Regions from separate parts of the Arachis hypogaea genome. Here region 2 is linked to region 1. The links are chromatin contacts, called in public Hi-C maps. All regions are on one chromosome and are shown on one strand. Each heading gives the region's core, a stretch centred on a gene start, on an enhancer-like site or on the middle of the called end of the contact. The rest is flanking DNA. Distances are from core to core; before and after follow the strand shown.

The links. A called contact is a pair of places that touch in the nucleus more often than the background predicts.
Region 2: a contact with region 1 is called in a Hi-C map of leaf, with 2.4 times the contacts expected there. The contact joins the enhancer-like site here to the promoter of LOC112786865 in region 1. A contact is called at or near these places in 2 of 8 Hi-C or Micro-C datasets (both in leaf).

The regions. Positions count from the first base shown.
Region 1 is chr20:22,514,456-22,520,978 of arahy.Tifrunner.gnm2.J5K5, reverse strand. LOC112786865 (early nodulin-70) reads right to left here and starts at 4,140. Exons shown (of 12, transcript XM_025830238.2): 1 at 3,624-4,140; 2 at 1,200-1,248; 3 at 596-803. The coding sequence starts at 3,977.
Region 2 is chr20:22,635,898-22,642,420 of arahy.Tifrunner.gnm2.J5K5, reverse strand. It overlaps LOC112785368 (sulfate transporter 2.1), which reads right to left. Exons shown (of 10, transcript XM_072230251.1): 9 at 5,171-5,247; 10 at 4,369-4,762. The coding sequence ends at 4,637. Among protein-coding and RNA genes, the nearest start is that of LOC112783620, 13 kb to the left of the region's middle. Within about 2 kb of position 3,715, at least 2 of the 3 cell types and tissues checked have open chromatin away from gene starts, as enhancers often do.

The DNA of each region.
Region 1 (6,523 bases), core at 2,891-5,390:
GTTCTAATACACATAAACCGCTACTGCCAGTAGCGGTTTATGGCCAAGCATCAACAAACAGAAACCGCGACAGCCTCTAGCGGTTTCTGTGTTTCTCATTCGCATGTAATCCGCTGCTAGCTATAGCGGATTATGTGTTTTGGTAAACCACTACTGGTAGTAGCGGTTTCTATAGATGTATGAAACAATGTATTTGCGTCTTCATATTTGAAACAATGTAATTACGTAAATTTGAGGGGCAAACAATTTATTTATGTAAATTGCCCTATTTAATATATATATATAAACTAAAATTTGATTAAAAGTGACAAAGAAATAATTTATCTAATAAAGATAATTTTTAAAAACTTTTAAAATAATAAAAATTTATAAAGGCCAAAACATCTGATTTGAAAATTTATAATTTGTCAAATTTAAAATTTCCAAAACATCTCACAATTGTTACTATACCCACTAAGTAGTCAGCTAGTCGGAATGAATAACCATGCTTCATACATTGAGTTCATGTTTGTATTAAACAAATAAATAAATACATAAATAAAATTAACGAAGTGGCATATAAGTAAGAATGAAGTAATAAGAGATGAGCATTGACCTGAAGATTCCAAATGCAAGTTGGAAGATACCAGCAATGAAAGTTGCAGTTAGAAGTAGCTGAGTGTATGCAACAGAATCTTGAATGGGATCTTTCAATTTGGAAATCATTGAAGAAAGAAGAAGTGAATCCACTGCTACATTCCCAATCACTATCTCCCTTGAACTCGTAAGCATTGCGTACATAAGAGGTGGCCCAAAACATGTATCTGTCTCAAAACTCAAACAAATTGCAAATTATGCGCTCTTTAGGATTATCAATTATACAATTCACTTAGTCTTTTAGTATAAAAATAAAATTAAATATATTAGGTGTATACTAACTTTAGCTATTAAATTAGTTATTAATATAGAATATACATTAAAAATAAATTAATATATATTTTTTTACAAAAATATATAGTAGCTGTTTTTGGTATACAAATAATATTTTTAAAATAAAATAGATCGTTAAATAGGACTTCTACTTTGGTTTTATCTTAACTATAATAATCAATTTAAAACGAAGAATACAAAAATGTTCAATAATATCGTGACTTGAATGTGTTTTCATATCCTTTTATAACATTTATAGAAAATTCTATAACTAGTTATATGCAACTTACATAAACCATATTCGGGACTTAGCTGAGCCAAAGTAGCGAATCCTACACACTGCATGACCCAAAGCAACCATTTCAATTCAATAATTCAGTGAATAATGAAACATCATTGTAGTGAACATAATACACAATAAGTACGATAGGCCTCTCACTTGTATTTATTCGAATTGGTGTTCTTAGAATAAGAAAAAAAAAGTATTACTTTAGTTTTTAATATTAGATTAAATTTTAATTTGATTTTTAATGTTTTAAATGTTTTATTTTTGTTGTAAAAAATTTTAAACAAATTTAATATTATTTCACCGTTAAATTTAATACAATAGTTAAAAAAATAAGTCGCATAAACGTTAACAATGAATGTGTTTAGTTTTGAGAATAGGATAAGATAGGATAATAAAAAAAAGAATAGAGATATAAAAATTAATATTTGTATATTTTGTTTGATGATAAACTGAATATAAGATAAAATGAATAATAAAAGTCAAATTTACTTTTAATTTTTTCTTCACAAAAAATTAAAAAAGAAAATAGAATGATAAAAAATATAATTATAAAAAATTAATATTGACAATAAAAGAAATAAAAAATAAGTTGTGTTCCAATCCAGTGTTTTTTGTGTCGTTTTTTATAAGAAGAACATAAAATGTACTAATTCAATATCCCAAGACATAATATTTCTATCAATATCTCATTTATCAAATATGATCTTGTATCTCTGTGTACATGTCTCAGTGTTCCCTGTTTATAAACAAAAGCAACCAATGTTATTAGTTAAATTATATCATTTTATTTTTTGTGTATTAGAAAAACAAAGCCAAAACCTTCTTATAACACTTTTTTTTTGTTCTCTTTCTTGCATCGATTTCCAAAATCTTAGAAATCAATAATTAACACTTTAGAATCGAATAAAAAAAAGGCTTTTACATACCAATTGTTAGTGAATCGATTTTATTTATATACTGAAATCGAACATTATTAACTATTCAATATACTAATTATTTATGTCAAATTTAATAGTGAGACAACATTAAATTCATTTAAAATTTTTTAACATTAAAATAAAATACTTAAAATATTATGAACTAAATTAGGACTTACCCAATCCTTTACTCAAAAAAATTATGTTACCTTATATAATCATATATTCAATATTCAATGCTTAAAACTATTTATGGCTCCATCCTAGCATGTAGGGTCTTTGTACAGCTCAAATTAATTTTGAATAACCTAACTATAATAATATAATTTTTTTTATCAAAATAAAATATAAATGAAAAGTAACTCTTAGACAATTTTTTTTGGGGCCACTTTTAGCTCTAATAATTAATAATATATTGTTCCAACTTTCATAAGCTAGCTTTCGGTTCGTAATGTCCATCAAAAGTCAAAACATGCATATTTTAAGCCTGAAATACCGAGATAAAGCCCAAATGGCCTAATAGCATCTTTGAATTTGACATATCATATTAGGTCCATGCCTAAACCCGATTCATTCACAACCCACAAAGAAATTAAAAAAAAAAAGAAACATTCTTGTACAATAAAAAAGAGTCAAAACCCACCATTGTCTCTGTTTGTAGACAAAAAAAAGAAAAAAAAAAGAAAAAAGAAACAATGGTGTTAAGCATAGATGAGTTTGAGACTTTGAGCAACTATGAAGAAGGTATTACTGTTAAGTTTACACTGCTATCTGCATTGTAGTTTGTAGACTTGTGATTGTACCAAACAAAAATCTTCACTATTAGTAAAGAAATTAAGACAAAATAATTCTTTTTATTAAATTTTACTGTTCCAATTATAATCTTATTACTAGGAATAAAAATAGAGTAAGACAGACCAAACTTTATTCTTAATATATCTACAATAAAGTTTACTTGACCTATACTTGATCTATAACCTGTTATAAGCTATCTATTAAGTATTAAGTCTAGTCTATTAACAAGTCTGACCTAGCATTAAATTTGTAAAAGGCTTGATAATTTAAAAATATAAAAAACAAAATAAATAATCAATTAAAATAAAAAATATTAAATATATATGTAATTAAATAAATAAATAGTCTAGTAAATAAAATTATTTTATAAACTTAAATCTTGTCTATTAAAAAATTTAAACTTTTAAAATAATTGAATGTAAACTTATTTTCTATCAGACTAGATTAAGTCGTAGCACACGTTGTTTGGTCTTTTTCTAACCCTACTTATCACCCAAAAAAAAAAAGTTTTCTATTTGCCATCCCATTTAATGTGCATATTCTCTTCTCTCTAGTTCTCACACATTGATGATATCTATATTTTAAATTGTCTCATTTCACAAAATACAATTTATGACCAAATTTATATTTGAAAGTGTTATATGAATGTGAATTTTTTCTTAAAATAAAAATGACTTAACAGGCACGAAATCAAATTAGCATATAAATTGAACCTGAGGAATGGCGAGACTTGCAACGGTTATACCCGCCATGAGATCGAATTTGAACTTGTGAGCATTGTATCCTCTTAGAGAAGCAAGGATGGGAAAAATCTCCGTCAACAACACCAACGCTCTTTTGTACAAAGGTTGTTGGTTGTCGTTGACAACGAGAGTTGACCACACATTCTTGCTGTTACTAGGCGGCAAAATTGTGTCCCTAACGTTTTCGAATACCTCTCGAAAAAAACAAGGCGGGTGTGGTGCATTTTGCACCCACTGCTGCTGGTACATTTCTTTCTCTTTAGATTCCAACATCTCTTCCAACGTGCAACTCACTGCGGCACTGCTTACTGATGAAGCTACCATTATCAATAATGAAGATAGATAATGTCCTAATAAGTCTGTTACCTTGTTAAATTAGGACACTATATGCATATTGGAATGAGATATCGGACGAGATCAGAGAGGATCGATAATTCTATGGTGCTTTATTTTTCAATGTATTCGCTTATATAAATAAAAGTTTATTAGCAAGTATATATACATATATAGCTTCATATAGCTAGAAAAACACTTCACGTATTATATTTGCATTATTATTGTAACGGATATTCTTTTATTTTATTTTATAGAAAAGTATAGTTAGACAATAAAAATACTAAACAATGTAAATAATATATATATCAGATGTTCATTTTACTAGGTGTACGGATGGTTATTTTAATATTAAGATTTAGATGGATAATTTAAAAGTGTAATGTGTTTTTATTTGATTAGTGGTTGTTCATATTGTTCAAGATGGTTATTGTTTACCTAACACTTTTTTTATTTTATTTTAACTAGTCTCAAAAATTCTGAGTTATGAGAATAAAATAGGAAGATATTTAACTAAAGAACACATAGACAAGAAAAAATATATAATAATATTTATATGAATAATATTTATTCTCGTATAAAAAAATTATTTAATATAATTAGTTCGGTACTTATTTTTTAAAAAATTTAATCTGATTATTAGATATAAAAATAATAAATAAATATTATTTTTATACCAAAATTAGCTACTAAAATTAATCATCAATATATTTGTGTAGTTTAATTTATTTTTAATGTATATATATTTTAAAGACTAATTTTAGTGTACATGTATTAAAAAAATAATTTAATAATAATAGACAATGTACATCACTCTCACTAATGCATAGTGTGTCGCTCTTTTCACCTTAATATATATTATATATATTAGAGAAGATATTCTCCTAATATAATATAACATAAATACTATATATATAGAGTTGTTGACGCTTCATAATATGAGAGAGTAGGAGTTAGAGGTGGGGGTGAAATATCCCTTTCTATTCTTCTGGCATTACATGATATATGATATTAAATATACTAGTTAAGATCTTTAATATCACTATTGGTAGCGAAGAAAAGCTAGCTAGCTAGCAGGGGCGGGTGAACCTGCTTCTGTTTGAGTCAACTGAAAGAGGAACCCTGTGGCCGTATGCCTGCTTAAGCAATTAAGGAGACACTACTTTGTATTGATTTCCAAAACAGTTCTTTTCTCATCACCTTCATTTTAAAAAATAAACAAACAAACCCTTTTAATCTTGGTACGTTACGTTACCAAACATTTCTGTTTAATTATGAGTATATATGGTCACAGCAGGCGGAGGTGTGATAATAAATATTAAGGGGTTGTGACATTTATACCATTCTTTTGATGATACTCCTTTCTGAAAAAACTCAATATCCATAAATATGTACCATTTCTAAAGAAGAAGGTGTACATTTTAAGGAAGTGTATTATAAAATGGTGCAAGTATATTTTTTCAATATTAAAAATGTATAACACCAATAAAAAGGGGGTTCAATTAACAGTATAATAGGCAGTAATCGGTCGAGTTCAGTTTAAGAATCATTCAAAAATTATTATTTTCTTTAAATGCATATTTTATGAAACATATATTTGTTGGAATAAATTATTTTATTAACCCAGATCAGCCATATTGAATCATCAAAATATATCATATCATAATGCGGAAGCGTACCTGAATTCATAAACATGAATCATACGATCGGAAGAGTTTGGATCTTGTGGTTCTTTCGATCTTTCTCAACCAAAGCCTTCTGTATTCCTATGTGGCTGAACTGTAACTCTTTTGATAGGGAAAGAGCAACAAAGGCGGTTTTGGTATATAGGGGACCAAAACCCTGAAGGTCTATTTATATTTGAGCATGGCACCCATTAAACCCTAAAACCCAAATAAAATAGTATCTAAAGCCCAAAAGATAATATATCTAAAATCCAAAAAGATAATTATCTAAGGAACAAAAGATAATATCCGATTTTATTCTCATTTAATTCCAAATCAAAAGTAACAATGACTTATTCAATTAGCATTTATAACAATAAATGAGATCATCATTATATAAGTCATTTAATTTGAAATAACATAATTTGTGATTATAATTAATATATGTATTGCCCACAAATAAGTTCGGAAATCAAATAATTTCCTAACAATCTCCCACTTGGGCTATACATATATTATTTCTTGACATAATCACATTTTTATAAACTTTATGCGCGCATCGGAATGCCATTTCTCTCATTACTTTGACAATCTGGTCCGTCTCATATTAGATATGGAACTACCTCAGCTTTTATCACATTAAATGCCGTGACTAAACCATGCCAATCACCATCCTAATATACTTAACGACATAGATCAAATTTGGATGAGTAATATGGAAATTACATGCCAAGTGATCTCATGTATGTCTATTTCCAGCTGGTCCAACTTTATTGAGATCAAACACAATATAAATATTGCAAAATGAACATTTCACATAACATGAAATAAACCATCAACTTAATTCTGCAGAAAAAATAACTTAATATCTGT
Region 2 (6,523 bases), core at 2,466-4,965, 120 kb before region 1:
TTATCATATTTGATTTCTATTATTTAGAATTTGACTACAAATTGTGCAAAAAAAGTTAATAAAAAATAAACAAAAGAATTTGACCACCTATTGTGTATAAAAACATAAATAAAAATTAAATTTATCGTCGGATTTATCGAGGGCAATATCCGACAGTAATTAGGTGGGAAAGAAAATATTGGAGTGGTAAAATTACTGGCGGATAATTTTTGTTATTCCGGCGGTAAATCCAACGATACTTAATGTTTTTCTTGTAGTGAATCATGCCAAATTGATTCATCGCACACGACTTAGCCATGGTGGGTCCTGTTCCTATCAAATGAGAGACAACAAGTCCGAGAATTTAAAAGCCCAAATTCATTTTTTTGCTGTAGCAAATCTCTATCCAATTTGTGCAATAACTTGGCATCAGTATTATTATGTGGCTAAAGACAGTGCCTTTTAGAAGCATAGCCACGAAAAATGTCATAGATATCTCCCTGAAGCACTGTCCTGAGCTCAATGTCGGTGAAGAAACCCAAACTCAAGGAGTGGTCGAGCTTCTCAACCCCTCGTCAAAATCGCCCCTAATTTTAGCACCACCAAAGAGGAAGAAAGAATGAGATTGCGATAGAGATGACTGCATCAGCAGAATAATACGAGGTAGTGACAACAATAATGATATTATAGCTAGAATTTCTACTACTAACAGCAAGTAAATCTCAATTGAAGAAAAAATAAAAAGAAGAAAATAGATGGAACATCAGCCACTCCATGACAAGAAAAGAATGAGACGGCTTCACAATTGATCAACTCACATAAAGAAGAAAAATAAGATCTGAGATTCAAGCAACAAGAAGGATTCAGAGAAATAGATAGAAGTAGAGGAAAAAGGACTCGCAAGTTCAAGGAAGGGAAGGGAGAAAAAAATGGAAAACAGGGACAGAGAAAATGTTGATAATGGAAAAGAAACGATTTTGTAGTTTAGGAGGCCACTGTTAATGTTATTTATGATAAATTGATAAAACCTAACTACAGGAATGAATGTTTGTAGCAAATTTTACGAACTAACATATAACTTTACTATTTTAATGTATTCGTGGGTAATTTTTTGTGGCTAAATCCTTTTTCTGGCAGTGTGTTTTGAAAATTTTAATATACGATAATATTTGAAAATTGAGATTTTTTTCAATTTTTAATTATTTTCAAACATCCACAAATATCCACGATGATTCAGATATACGCCGAGTAACATATCTATTACTCGTCACAATATGGGATAGAAATGGGGTCGTTTTGGCAAATAATGAGGATGGGGATAGGGGTGGCAAACGGGGCGAAACTTGCCGGACTGGTCCGGATAACTCACCAAAAAAGACGGGTCGGACTGAAAATTTAAAACTGCTATAATTAAAATGTCCGCCTAATTCCCAGATTTCAGCGGGATGGGGTGGGCTTTCCCGATGGGCCCGTCATGTTCTAAATTATAATTTAGATTATGTTCTATGTTTGATTGATTAGAGACTTGAAGATGTTTAATTATATGTTTTGGATATATTTATTTTATTTTTTACAATATTAGTTTTATTATTTTATTTCAAAAAATTTGGTTGATAATTATATTTATTACATATTTAAAATTATTAAGACTTTAATATTTGTGAATTTAGAAATTATAATTTTTTTATATCTTTAAAAATTGTAAATTTATTGAAATAATTGTAAAATTATATAATAATAATAATAATAATAATAATAATAATAATAATAATAATAATAATAATAATAATAATAATAATAATAATAATAATAATAATTGGCGAGCTTAGCCCGCTAATTCGCGAAATAAAATTTGAAATCGCCTCACTAGATGAAGTAGCACAAGGCGGATTAGCCTATTTGTTACCCCTAGATAAAAGTTGAGGGGATGCCTTCTCCTGTGGAGACTCATTACCAATGTTCTGAAAATCAGACCGGGCTAATCGGAAATCGGTCACCTAACCGATTCGGTCCACCTATAAAACCGTTTTACAAAAAATTGGCAAAAAAACTGACCGAACCGATGGTTAACCGACAAATCGGACGAACCGGCTAGATTTCAAAGAGCACCGGTTCTCCCTCCCAAGTCACGAAACGACGTCATTTGGTGCTGGAAAAAAAAAAGAAAAAGGCTGAAGTGAAGTCTGAATGCAGTGAGCCACTTTCCTAGTTTCCTCTTCAAAAAAGACTCCTAGTCACCTCCCAACCTAACCCTAATCTCGTCGACCTTCAAACGAAGCCTCACCGTCAAATGAAACAAACGCCATCGTCAAACAAAACAAACGCTGGAGCGAAGCCTCACCGTCGCAGGTCGTCGGCTTGTTGTCGTCACCGTCACCAAAACGTCGTCGTCTTGCTCTGGCCTCTGGCCTTCTGTGCTCTCCTGCGGTGAGTACTGACTACTGAGTTCTTCTATTCTTCAATCTTTTTGAGTTTTTGTCTTTGTTCTTCTATTCTTCTGTTTTTCACTTTTTCAATCTTTTTGAGTTTATATTTTGAGTAATGTTGTTTTTTCAGTTAAATTTTTATTCAGTGAAGAATTTAGGGCAGATTTGAAGTAGGTTGATGTTCTTCAGATGCAAAGTTCTTCTGAGTTCTTGTTCTGTTTCTAATTTTTTTTTATTTTTTTTATTATATGATTAATCATTCTGTAATGTTGAATAAATTTGATGTAGGTTCAATTTTAAAATTTTGCTCTGTTGAATTCTGCTCTGTTGATGTAGGTTCAATTTTTTTAATTCTGCTCTATTGAATTAACTAGATGAATTGTTGAATTTAATTATATTGAATGCCATATGAATTGTATGAACTATGAATTGATATATTAGTTTGGATTCTGAATTGCTGTCATTCTGAATTTGGATGGAACAGCCACAAAATAATCAACAATTCAAAATTAATATTCAACATCTTAGAAAACTATTCTGGATTAAGTTCCTGAAGTGCTATGTACATATATCATAACCCTAAATTCATTGGGATATTATCCAACAATAGCAACTAAGCCTAGTCCACTAAGGTTTTGTTTGAATATAGGAAAGAAAATAGAAGGAAAGAAAATAAGAGAAAAGAAAATGAGAGGAAAGACAATAGAAGGAAAAGTAGAATTATTTGTGTGTTGTTTGGATGAAGAGAAAATGAATGGAAAGAAAATAGAGAAAAAAATTTCTTTTGTTTGGATGAGAAGAAAAATGAGAAAAAAGAAAATCATAATGGTATAAAGTTACATTAATACCCTTATAATAAAATAAAGTATAAATAGTTTTATTTATTTATATTTTATTGTATTTTATGAATATTATAAAATATTATAATTTTATAAATTATTTATCTAATACATATATAATGTTTAAATATAAATCTTAATTATAATAATGTATTAAAACTATTAAAACTAAATTTATATTAATAATTATTAATAATAATAGAATCAGGGGTAGTATTGTAAATATACCAAAAATAATATTTTCTTTCTTGTTTTCTTGCTTCTAATGGAGAGAAAAAAAATTTTGTAAGACCCACATCAAAATTTTTTTTCCTTCCCATTTTCTTTGGTATCCAAACAAAGGAAAATGAAAATTTCTATTCATTTTCCTTCCACCACTTTTCTTTTTTCTTATTTTCCCTTAAACCAAACACAGTGTAAGTGAGTTCAGTTACATGGATTAAAGTGGGCCATAGTGCTCTATCAGGAACCATATCCATGTTTAAACCGTTAATAGCCCTTTTGGTCATTCCCCCGAGTTTTCTCAAGTAGCATTTGGTTACTCACCTGCACCAAAATTTGGAGAAGGGGACAAATAAAAGAAAGGGAAAAAAAAATACCCCTACTCAACAATGGACTTGGGCTACTTACCCGAGTCCCTATCACATACTTATTCTCGAAATAAAAATCTTATTCACATTTTACTTAAATACTGACAGCCAAGTATTGAATGTATAACACTAATAAGTAGAAAAAACAAAACATAGGATTCTCTTATGTACCTTCTGAAAAAATTGAACCAACTTTTCTACAAATGGAATAAGGGTGGAAATCAAATTCAAAACCTGGACCTGGAGTTGTTTATGACTTTTTAATGACTTTTTAATAATAAATTATGTATTGTTCATTTTATAAAATTGTTAAATTTTGAATCTTAGTTTAAAAATTATTGAATTTAACTTTTTAAAATTATGTATTGAATTTTTTATATTTTTACTCTATATTTAATTAAATCGATTCAATCATAATTTAACTCCGATTGAACCATTAACCATTAAACCAATTATTTGACCGATTCGATAAGTGCTCCGGTTTTCACAACCTTCCTCATTACCATCCCAAAAACCTAATGGGTACAAACGATGGACCGAAACAAACTCCCATCATCTTTATCACAAGATGACTTATTATTATGACACACATCACTAATGATTTGTACTTTTGATATTTTTACATAAAGTTACGTACGTACTTAGACAGGAAATCTAAAATATACACACACCGTCTCACATCATAATTAATTATGAAGTACTATTAATTATGCTTATTTATTTTCGACATTCCAACATGACAATAATAAGTAGCTATTATTAGAAGACTAGATTCTTCTTCGATTTTATTTTCAACGTTAACTCAGCACTGGATCTTGGAGCTAACAGCTTCTTCAACAGTGAGAAAGACCCTGCCATTGATTTTGTTGACAAAGTTTGATACCTTTAGCTTGTGAATCACTTGCCACCTTGGGTTCGCAATGGCTAACTGGTAAGACACCATATATATATAATACGTCAAAGGCAATGATTTCAAATATTAATTAAGAATTTATGAAATGGTGATGGTGTGATTAATTATTATTCAGAAATATGATGAGTTAAAGGGCAACGTATATATTGAGGCAGAATCTATAGTGCCTATGATTATAATAAGTATGGTGGTTATATAAGTATTATTAAAATTAAAGTTATATTTTTTTATATTTTGATAATATTTTTTTATTTTTAAAATTAAAAAATATTGTTAAATAATAAAAAAATATTTTAATTTTTAGCAACGTTTATTAAAAATATTATAGTTATCATTGGCACTGCAGCATGCACCATATATTGAATGGTAGCTTTTTAGATAGCTTAATTATTAGCTTAAGTAAGAAAATAGAAGCCATGTTACCTGCTTCCTATGTGAGGACAAACTCTTGTGCAGTTCCTCAAGAGCAGCAATTCCAGATGTGTCAATGTTCACCAAATCTGTATGATATATTATATATAGAAATGGAATATCATATTTGATCAATCATACTAGCAAAAAATGGTAAAGAATTTATCTTATTAAAGTATTAGCTTGTGATTCAAACATTATATTATCTCATCATTCTGTTAATTAGTTAGGGTTTTCCACTGTATGTAGTGCAGTAAGTATATATCTAAGATATTTTGTTAATGGATTTTATTTTATTTTGTTAAAATAATGGCTGGATAGTTATTTAGAAGCAGAGAGTAGAGGCACATGTACATTCCGAATATTTATACTCTCCCCATTTCATATTAAATATATTTTTTATTTTTATTACAAATTAAATGTTATTTTCAAATTTCAAAAAATTATTAACTAATTTTAACGTGTTATATGTATTCTATTATTAAATAGAATAAAAGATTGAAAAATTTAATGGAATAGAAAAAATATATTATTATGGATATTTTTGTATTTTTCTTTTAGTTATTTATATTTTAATAAAATTTAATAATTATTTTAATACTTGTGCAAAACTAATAAATCTAGTTTATAAAATGAAGAATGTCTTGATAAACTATTTAAAGATTTTATTTACCTTTAAGAGATGTATGTGAAACATACATGTAATATATCTTTTTTATAAAATAACAATCTAGACTTTATTTAGAGCATAAACATTTATAAGTAGATGATTGGGAATGGATCTTTTCAATTGTTAAAAAAATTAAGGGAGTAAAGTGTGATCAGAATCTTTTATTATTTTTTTTTATGTTTTTTTTATGTTCTACTTATAAAATTAATGATAAAAAATCACACTTTACTCCTTTAATTGTTAAAAAGAATTAAGAGAATCCATTTCTGTTGATGACTTAATAATATTCGATCGAATATATTCTAATACTATTAGAATTGAGATTAAATGTGTCTAATTCAACTCCACAAATTAGTTCAGAATAAGAAATGTCTCTTACTGTCAATGAGTTATAATAACTAAAAGGCATAGTCTTCCCATACTTATCTAAAAGGTCGCGAATTCGAATTAGAAATTTTATATTATGTTGAGAGATAAAAACAAATGTACAAAACTTTTTTTTCTAGAAAGATTTTTAATTATGAGAAATGTTTGGACGGTTAAAATTTATTGTTTTAACTTATTATTTTTAGTTATCAACCTAATTCTTTTAGTCTAATAATTCAACAATATATTTTTATCCTAAATTTTTAAACATTAATAATTGATGATCAAAACCAATAAATTCTGATAATCTTTTAACATTCTTCCTAATT